Regions from separate parts of the Mus musculus genome. Here region 2 is linked to region 1. A link is a contact called in public Micro-C data. All regions are on one chromosome and are shown on one strand. The core of a region is the stretch at or near the end of the contact, and the rest is flanking DNA. Distances in the headings are between cores, read along the strand shown. Region 1 overlaps Gm35242 (a long non-coding RNA gene). Region 2 holds the start of Erfe (erythroferrone).

Region 1 (4,712 bases), core at 1,035-3,534:
GCATACGAAAGTCACTCTGGAGTAGTAGGTCAAAAGGCGACCTGTAGGCTGGTCTTTCTTTTTTTTCTCGTGAGCTCCATACAGGTCAAGTCAGCCACCCCAGGGGAGTGTGAGTCCCTGGTACCACTGCAGAATATGGATGGGGCTCCTCCAAGGGCTGTTTGAGAACATGGGGTTTTCCCAAGGTTGTCAGGAGGGGTGACTAATTTCCACAGTTTTCAGGCTTCGCAAAAGTCTGGGTCTCTAGACTTAGGGGTGATTTTGCATTCATGCTTGCTGGCACGACAGGAGTTGGAAGCGTTCCTAGACTACAAAAGGTGCTGAGTGTGTTTCTGACCTGGAGCACTGATCACATCTAATAGCAGCTCTACCAGAAAACCAAAAGCTAAACCAGGTGACTTACAGAATGCTTTCAATTTCCACATCACAAAAACCTCTACCGGGGCTGAGTGTGATCTACTGAGTTCAGAAGGGACACCCAGGCACCACACCATTACAGAGAAAGTCACCGTTTAGATTTGCTGTGTGCATTTCTGAAGAGACATGGATGCACACCTCCTTGCCTCCGATAGGGGACCAGCAGGATAACTCCATAGGAGTCTAACTCAGTGAGTCAACAAGTTTATTGAGCTTACAGACAAAAGACTAGGTGAGGGTTATTTACAGCATAGGAGACTCCCAAATAACTACAGCAGTGACCAGTGATACCCCAGCAGGGATGATAACTTCCCATAGCTACCTAGTTAGAGACGTTCCCATCTACCCCTTCCAGCCAGCCTTCCATCCCTTTTTATCCTAGCGTCTCCCAAGACCACGTTTTGCAGAGGTACAATTACATATAACCAGGAGGCAGATGCGGGAGGGAGGGATTGGCTGGAGTTTGAGGTAAGAGCTTGGTGACCTCCCCAGACCTCCTTCTACAAGGAACATCAAGAAGTCCGCCCTTGTGAAGGGTCTGATGACCCCACCTCCAAGCTTTCCTTCTGTGGGAGCATGCCAATAGGCCTGAGCTTATGGATGCTCTCGTGCCAATATTCATAGGCATTTTGGCTAAAACTGTGATTTCTGTCATGCCCAAAGGATAGCATTCCACACAGGATACAACACCTGAGTGATTGATAATGGAATAATCAAAAAGCGCTAAGCTCAGAGGAATTGCGGTCTTTATTGATAAGTCGTTTAATTATAAGTGTGCCTGGTTACATTTCAACAATGACCGTGTTTGACAGCTGTCTCTCTAAATGATAGAAGGAATCTGTCTGGCCTGCCGCAGTGCACGCCATTTCTCTCTGCAATCAGGACAAACTGTCTTCCCTTGTGTTCGAAGCCACGCAGAACCCAGAGGTGCTGAGGCAATGTTGTCCCAGGAAGGAGCTCTCAGAGAGAAACAACAGGAAGAAGTCAGAGCTCTAGAGACAGTGTTCACCTGGTACAGTGGCAGTCAGTGTTGCTACAGGGAAGAGTTAGCCAAGGAGGGCTGGAGGAAGGAGAGAGTGGCAGGGATTACATAGGACCTGTGACTCGGAGGCCCCTGGTCCTGGGTCCTGACCCTGTTGCTTACTAGGTGACCCATGCAGACAGATCTCTTCTTTCCTGGGTCTGTTTTCTCTGCGTCAGTGTGGTCAAGGAGACTGCTCATTTCTTAGGACTTTAACAGGATGGGTGATGACAGTGTGGGACTGTGCCAAAAGCAGGTATCACAGTGGCCCAGGAGGCAGTGACAATGCCTCCCCTCTTAGAAGAGCACAGAATCCCAGTAGTTGTGAGAAACCTGATTTGGATTGTAGGGACCTTGGGCTGCACTGCCCCGTGCTGGGGGGTACTCAGCCCCTCATTCTGGGGTGCTGTGCCTACTTCTCTGTGGCCACCACGGTAGAAAGATGCAGGCTGTATGAAAGCTAGGGTCTCTTTAAGTCTGGACTAGGAGAGTAGGATCAGGAATGCAATGGGCAGTGTTCAGGAGCAGAGAGTCTTCTTAGAGAGTTTGAAAATGGACTTCTACATTGAAGGCCCTCACCTTTGCTTTCTCCTGAGAGATGGGTCAAGTGGTGCCTTCTGGGACTGTGCTGTGCCCTGAAAGGATTAATCTATTCTCTGGTTTGCCCAGGACATCAAGGCTGGACTCATCAGTTCCAGAAGTGTGCTGGGGGTGATGCCACAAGGTTGTCATTTCACTGAGAGCAAACATATCACTCACCCTGGTCCTAAGAAAACAGGGGACTGAAGAAATTGAACTGCCAGTAGAGAATTGTCCCCTAGATGGACATGTGGAAAACAGCTCTGGAGAGCCTAGCTTGTGACTCACAGGCAGTATCCCCCTGCCCCCCACTGCAGCTGTGGGCAGCGTGGCCACCTTCTGATTCACGTTTTCCAAGGTTACCCAGAAAAATGGAAACCATCTGGATACACCAGCTCCCACCCAGATGGATGCCCGCACAGTTCTCAGACTGGCATAGAAGCTTCCATAGTCCCTGCTTGCCCAGAGCAGCTTCCTCAGCTCTAAGGTCTGTCTAGCTCCATCATCATTGAACTCCAGGCCCGCTGATCCAGAAGGCTTCCACACAGGGCACCAAATGGACATGGAGGTGCCTGCCTGTAGCGAGGGTCCTTTTAAGGTCCCTTACTTGCTGTTCTTCTGGGTAACTCCAGGACGTCATGTGGTGCTCCTTCCATGAGCCATTTCTCATCTGACTTGGGTGCTGACACAAGGCTTCCTCTCTAATTTGGGGTTCTGAATATAAGGCAAAGAAAGGAGGGGTGTCCAGAAGGGAAGGCCATCCTGGGAGAGCCCTCAGAGGTTCCCAGCATCTGCTGTCTTGGGAATATCGCTCCAGCTGTGTGCAGCTGGCATCTCACAGTCCGATTACATGTGTGTGTTTGTGTGCGTGCGCGCACATGTGCGCAGATTTATGAAGAATTTTCCCATATGATAAGCCCCACTTGCATTTTAGATCTAAGAGCACCCAGTACAATCTAGAGCCTGGTAAAGGTTGCTCTCCTTGCCAGCTGCAGGGCCAGACTGCCTGGCCCTATTCCTACTCCCACATTGGCTGCCTGGCCCAGTTTCCTGGGGACAGTAATGGTTCATCTAGAGACTGCTGGAAGCCTGGAGGAGACACACCAGCTCCCTGAGGCCCTGGGGAGCACTCAGACAGACTTGGGGTGGGAGAAGGACAGAGAAAGTAGCCATTATAAAGTCACTACTGTGGGGTCCTGGAGTGTTGCCTGTCCTCTCTGGCTTGGGGTAGTAGTTTAAGTGTCCCTTTCAACAGCCACCCAGTTCCATTGGCCTTGAATGAGTCACCCCTTTAAGGCCAGCATGTGAAGCTAACATGGCTGTAAGAATCCTCCTGTTCTCTTGTTCTTGCAGACAGGCTGTGTTTCCATCAGCTACCCATCCTTGCTGTGGGCTTCACCTCTCTCCCAAAACCTTTTCCACCCCATTGCTCCAAAAGCCTAGGAAGGTTTGGACTCTGATTGTGGGCACATGGAGATGCTGGTCTGAGTGAGGTCCTGTTTCTAGAGACGGCAGAGATCTGTGTGGTGGACGGTGGCAGATCTGGTGCAGAAGCAAGGGTGAGAGGCCCTTTGCCTGGGTCATCTGCATGTTAGCAGAGGATATGGGGGATGGGTAGCCAGTACTGGAGGAGGGAGAGGAGGGGACAGCCTAATGGTGTTAGATGGGAGGGAGGCACAAGGGGAGATTGGGTAGGGGAGCACACAAGAACAGGGATGACAGCCAAGGCTCTGTGAAGCTGCTGAAGGCCCTACCCTTCCCAGGAAGGTGATGTGCTCTCCACACTACAAAGAATATCAGTTAGGAAACAGAATATCTTATGGAATGTGAGTGCAAGAGGCTTGGAGGCATGGGGGAGGGGCTGGAAGTCAGAGGCCAGCATTCACTTCCTTTCTGGAAGCATGACTTGGTGGGAGGGATAACGATAGCTTGCTGGATGTGCAAGGGCTGGAGTTTGTCTGGCTTTGGTGTAGGCCTGGGGCATTTCAGTAGTGTGGTGGGGAATCCACTGCTGAGACTGCAGAACAGCCCCTGGCAAAATGCCCTGTGCTTCAGAAAGCGGCTGCTGCCTGGCCAGACAAGGAACCAGACCCAGACAGTTTTTTCAGGAGGTGACCCTTCGCAAGGAAGGAGAGAGGCCCAGGCCTCTAAGATTTGAAGTCGCCTCCCCCACTTGAAGATACTTGAAGCAGCTGCCAGATGGACCACCTCCCCATGTTTCAAGGCTGCCATCTGGTGGAAGGCTGGGGAATAGCAAGTATCTTAAACAAGACCCTTTCCACTCCAGGGGCTCAAGCAACTATTGACAGGTAAAGTGGACAACATAGAGCCCTAAAGATCTTTTTGCCTGGGAGGAAGAGCATCTCTGGGCCTACTTGATTGACTGGCGAGCAGAGATGGTGATTAACCTACAAAGTGTCACTTGCCTCCCTCCAAGTTCTTCTGTGTCTCCACAGTACTGCTCTAAGCAATGCACAAGATACATGACACTCTTGTATTCAAACCTTGCCCAGCCTTTGGAACCCATGAGCATGCATTCACTCTTGTGTGTAGAGCATGATGGCCACAGAGATCAATGTCATCATGTAGCACGTGCCTGCATCAATCACCCTGCTGTCCCTTACTCACTCCAGTCTATCAGACTGCTACTTACAATTTACCGTGCTGTTCTCGTTACTCATCAGCTATTGAGACC
Region 2 (4,712 bases), core at 891-3,390, 710 kb before region 1:
TCATACTTGATCCTTGTTTCTTTCCATGGCTTCTGCTGTTGGAAAGGGTACTAGGGGCTCGGGGAGGTGGTGGGCCCAAGCTGCTCACCTTCAGCCTCCTGGCTTTGCTCCTCCTCTTACTGTTGATCCCCTTGTCACTCTGCTTGACGAACAGCATCCAAGCATCCCGGGGATCCACACTGTGTGCATGCGCAATGGTGGGTTCCTGGAACACAGATGGCCACAGTAGGTTTGCTTGGTAGCATCTTGCCCTTGTCACTTGTGTTTTCAGAGGTAGTGTCCGACCCATCCCCAGCCCATGGAGGAGGGAGCCCAGGCTGCAGGAAGGTAGGAGTGGGGCTCCAAAGCAGGTGCTCTGGGATGTATCTTCTTGCTTTTCCTTGAGTGTCACCGTCCTTTGACAGTCACTGGAACCCACAGTTGCTTAGGAGGTGACTATGAATATATGAATACTGGGTGACAACAGGTCATTTTGTCCCTCCCCACAGTCAGAAGTGTCAGGGAGACCAGCCTCAGGGCCACTGTGGTCACAGGGCATGGGGAGCAGTGGGGCAGAGGAGCCGGATGTCATGACTCTAGCTAGGCCTTTACTTTTCTCAGCTTTCTAAAACACTGGCCCAAGGATTCAAGCTCTGAGAGTGGCCTTGTTTCCTGGCAGAGGCCTTTGGCAAATAGGACAGTTAATAGGCCTCTAATGGTCTGGGTTCCATGTAGGGCTACCAGCTAGGAAAGGAATGAACCATTCAAGAGGCCTTAGAAGAAGTCAAGGGCACAGACTCCAGTGTCTGACAGAAAGACCCAGGATCTCAAAACTACCCAAACCGGGGTCTTGTGGGTCACAGGCCAGGCTGCTGTGTCAGGATGATGGAGGCTTCTATGCTTCTTGCTGTCTGATGCCCTCAGTGGACACTCACAGTGCAGTGCTTCCATTATAGGTCAGAACAGGTGTACTGACCCTTCCAGGGGACCGGTGGCCTGTGTACAGACTCGCACCACTGTCAACTTGAGGGCAGCACCGAAAATACATGGAGCCATGTTGGTCAGGGGCCCCAGGAGTTGGAGTGGGAGCTGGGTTCCAGCTATCAGGGAACTGGTGACACCTTGCCCCTCCCAAAGAGGGTTCAAGGCCAACATTCCACTGGGAAGGTCCAGCCTACTCCCCACTTCCTGGTGACTATGTCTGGACCTCATGAAAGTTTTGAAGGCTGATGGCTGGGGGTCAGGGGGAGGCTTCAGACAACAAGGACATGTTTACTCCCACCAAAGGAGGCAGAAATGGGATGGTGGAAGGACCCAGGGATGCCTTGCAGAGGGAGGTATTGTAACCATCTCCAGCTGTCTTAGTGGATGTTTTGTTGGCCCCTGGGGTGCTGAGAACTGAAGAGCGCGCTGGCCTGGGGTTTCCTTGTGCCTGGCCCACAGCATGAGCGATCAACTAGACCCTGAAATTCTTCCCTGAACTCTCACCAACAGGACTGACCAGCTCCAATGAAGGCTACCAATCCACCCTCCCCAGGCCTCTAGCCACACCCTCCCCAGCCTGCGTCTCCACCCCAGCAGTTCAGGTGGAGATCTTGGGAGGGATCGCAGGCAGAGCCTGGTTACATCACTCCTTTCCCAGACGCAGTCACCTAACAAAAAGGAACTAGATCTGGGAGCCCCGCTCTCTCACCAGTCTTCCAGTTTCACGAGGAGCAAGTTAACTGCATTTCACACCTTTCCCAATCTCTCCTACTGGCCTAGTGGAGTTCTGCCGCCAAAGCCACGGTACAGAGGACGCATCCACCCAACCCTGGGTCTCACAGAGCCCCTGAGAGCGACGTATCCCCAGTGTTGGACACTGCGCAGCAAGGGGTGCCACCTTCCCCACCGTCTTAGGGCCCCCCGGGACAGGAAGATGTGGGGCGCGGCTGCGTCTTACCGGCGGGCTGTTGGCTGGCGGGGCGGGCAGCTCGGCCCCGGGCGGCTGCGGGCGTGCATGAGTCCCCACGGGCTCCGCGGACTCAGGGACACCGAGGCCCATGGCGGCGAGTAGGCTGGCGCAGGCGAGCAGCGTGCGAGCTCCGACGGGGCGGCGGGTCGAGGCCATGCTGGCGGCGGCGGCGGCAGTAAAGAGCACGGCTGGTCAGGTCGGCGCCTTATAACGCGCTTGAATCCCCCGCCTCGCGCGCGCCGCCCTCGCTGCCGTCGCCCCCTCGCGGCTAGGGCACGCTCTGCAGGCACAGGGGACCCTGAGGAGGCGGGCGCCCGATCCGGTCCGTGCACGCCTCCACTTTGCTGCCTGTAGCCCAGGGTTAGCTTCTCTTCTCCTAGCCCTGCACCCGAGGCTTTCTAAGACACCCCCCCCTTTCTCTAAGGACACCCACTGCACCATTCTGCACGTCTTCTTAGGACCTCCCCCCGCCCCGGGTCTCTTCTTTTCTCATGGTTCCAGGCCTTAATGACAAGTTGAGTACCTGAGAATATGGCAGCCCTTATGGCTCCTCCTTTTCAAGCTGGGGAACCTGGAGCACTTTTAAGGTTTCCCTGCTCTTCCCCACCCCGGATGTATCTGCACAGCTGGCACCTCTCAGGCTCCAGCTACGGAGTCTGCTACTAGCAGCTACAGAGAACTGACCCAGTCTGGCTGAAAGGTCGGATCCCTCTGATGTCCTAAGCCAGGCAGATGGAGCTCAGACTGCTGCCCACTGCCCACCACGGAGCATTCAACCAGGACAGATGTGGCAAATCCTAAAGGATGAACTGCGAGGAGGCCTTTTCTGGGTGGTTCTCCTCCAGAGAGGCAGGCCTAGCTGCCTTGAGCTGCTGTCATTACATTGGCTGTAGATAAAGCAGCACACCTGGGTTTCTTTGTTTCTTTTTTTGTTTTGTTTTGTTTTGTTTTGTTTTTTGTTTTTTCCTTTGTTTGCTTGCTTGCTTGATTTGTTTTAATCTTAAATTGTGTGCGTCCAGGTGCCCTTAAAGGCTAGAAGAGGGAGTCCAAAGAAGGGACTTGATTTGGGAAGCATGACCCTAAGATATCAAGTGACCCTGCTCTGTTCACAGTGAGGGCCCCAGCTGGAGCGCTGACAACCAGATCTGTTGCCATGTGAAAGTAGTTATTTTCCCAAACAACGGACTGTCCTAGTGATGTCATGGGTTCTTCCAGAGGGCCCAGATCCAAATAGTTCTGGTACTGGCATGGCTTCCTGGACCCTAGCTCAAGGTAATGACGCGGTCCAGTTCAGGCGCATAGCCCCAGAGCTCTAGCCATTCAGGAAAGGTTCCCGCATGTTTGCAGGGTCCTGTTTGAAAGCAAGGTCCTCAGGAGGACAGGAGTGCATGGCAAAGCTCACAGGGCGCTAAGCATAGGGTCCACAGCCTCAAAGGAGTGGCATCTCTGATTCAGAAGTGGGACCCTTGAGTGTGGTGGTGCCTGGGTCTGAGTGAACATTCTGAGTGAGTCGGGCCCGGCAGGAGAGCAGCGAGTGACCTCCCTGTGCCTTCTTGCATGGCAGAAATCTAATCCTCATTCCTGGGACCTCATGTCATGGCCTTGACCCAGCTTCCCGGCAGTTCAATGAGCCAAGCTTTCTCCGTGTCCCTCTTTCTTCAAAGGAAGGCTGTAGGCTGATGAGGTCATGGGCATGAAATCTTCCCTTTACTCAAAGACAGTGGGAGCCTGCCTGAGGCTGACTGGCTGTGCGGCCTCAAGAGTACCTGCAGCTAGCAGTGGTGTCGTTAGCTATGTATGCCTTGAACGTGGATGGACCATCAGTACTCGGATCACGTGACTGTCCCTAACATACAAAGGAGGAAAATGAGGGATAGACCTTGGGAGAATCAAGGAGTCCCCAAACCAAGGCATATCCAGGCCCAGGTACCATGTCTTGCAGTCAGCAGCTCTGTAGGCCTTGAGTGCTCCTATGGGCTCTGAGTGCTCCTAGGGTGTGGTGGTCTAAGTAACAATGGCTGCCATAGGCCCATATATTAGAATGCTTAGTCATCGGGAATAGAACTGTTTGAAAGGATTAGAAGGATTAGGAGGTGCTGCCTTGTAGGGTGGACTTGAGGTTTCAAAGCCCATGCTGGGCCCAGTCTTTCTGGCCTGCAGCTCAGGATGTAGCTCAGATAAGCCCCAGCACCTCTTAAACCAGAAGCAATCCCCCAATTAAGTGCCTTTTTCTGTAAGAATTGCCTTGGTTGTGGCTGGAGAGATGGCTCAGCAGTTATGAGGACTGGCTGTTCTCTCCTGAGTTCCATTCTCAGCAACCACATGGTGGCTCACAACCATCTGTAAGGGGATCTGATGCCTTCTTCTGGTGTGTTTGAAGACAGCTACAGTATACTCATATACATTAAATAAGTAAGTAAATCATTAAAAAATATTGATTTGGTCCTGGTGTCTCTTCACAGCATTAGAACACTGAGACATGGGGGCTCAAGTACTCTCAGACTCTAAGTGCTCCTGAAGGCTCTGGGTGCTCCCGTAGGATCTGAGTGCTCTCCTGAGGGGTCGGAGGGATCTGAGGGATCTAAGTGCTCCCTCAGGCTCTGAGTGCTCCTGGAGGGTCTGGGGGCTCTCCTGAGGGATCTGGATGCTCCTGTAGGCTTTATGTGCTGTGGAGCACTCTATATTCTAACTAGAAGTCCTCACTAGCTTCAGATGTCCGAGTCCTTGTTTTCCTAGGGATTCTGGGATATGATTCTTGGGGTGCCTTGTGGCCATCCCC

What was found. A called contact is a pair of places that touch in the nucleus more often than the background predicts.
Region 2: a contact with region 1 is called in a Micro-C map of embryonic fibroblasts, with 4 times the contacts expected there. The contact joins the promoter of Erfe here to the enhancer-like site in region 1. A contact is called at or near these places in 2 of 39 promoter capture datasets (frontonasal cranial neural crest and hippocampal neurons), 2 of 484 Hi-C or Micro-C datasets (cerebellum and embryonic fibroblasts) and 1 of 115 datasets of contacts at active chromatin or transcription factors (astrocytes).

What each region holds. Positions count from the first base shown.
Region 1 is chr1:90,650,388-90,655,099 of GRCm38.p6, reverse strand. Gm35242 (a long non-coding RNA gene) reads right to left here. Exons shown (of 3, transcript XR_387261.3): 2 at 4,671-4,712; 3 at 1,159-2,731. Among named protein-coding and RNA genes, the nearest start is that of Gm35242, 3.7 kb to the right of the region's middle. Within about 2 kb of position 2,284, at least 19 of the 459 cell types and tissues checked have an H3K27ac peak or open chromatin away from gene starts, as enhancers often do. A contact at or near this core is called in embryonic fibroblasts, where this site is marked.
Region 2 is chr1:91,363,858-91,368,569 of GRCm38.p6, reverse strand. It overlaps Erfe (erythroferrone), which reads right to left and starts at 2,140. Exons shown (of 8, transcript NM_173395.2): 1 at 1,922-2,140; 2 at 89-205. The coding sequence starts at 2,089.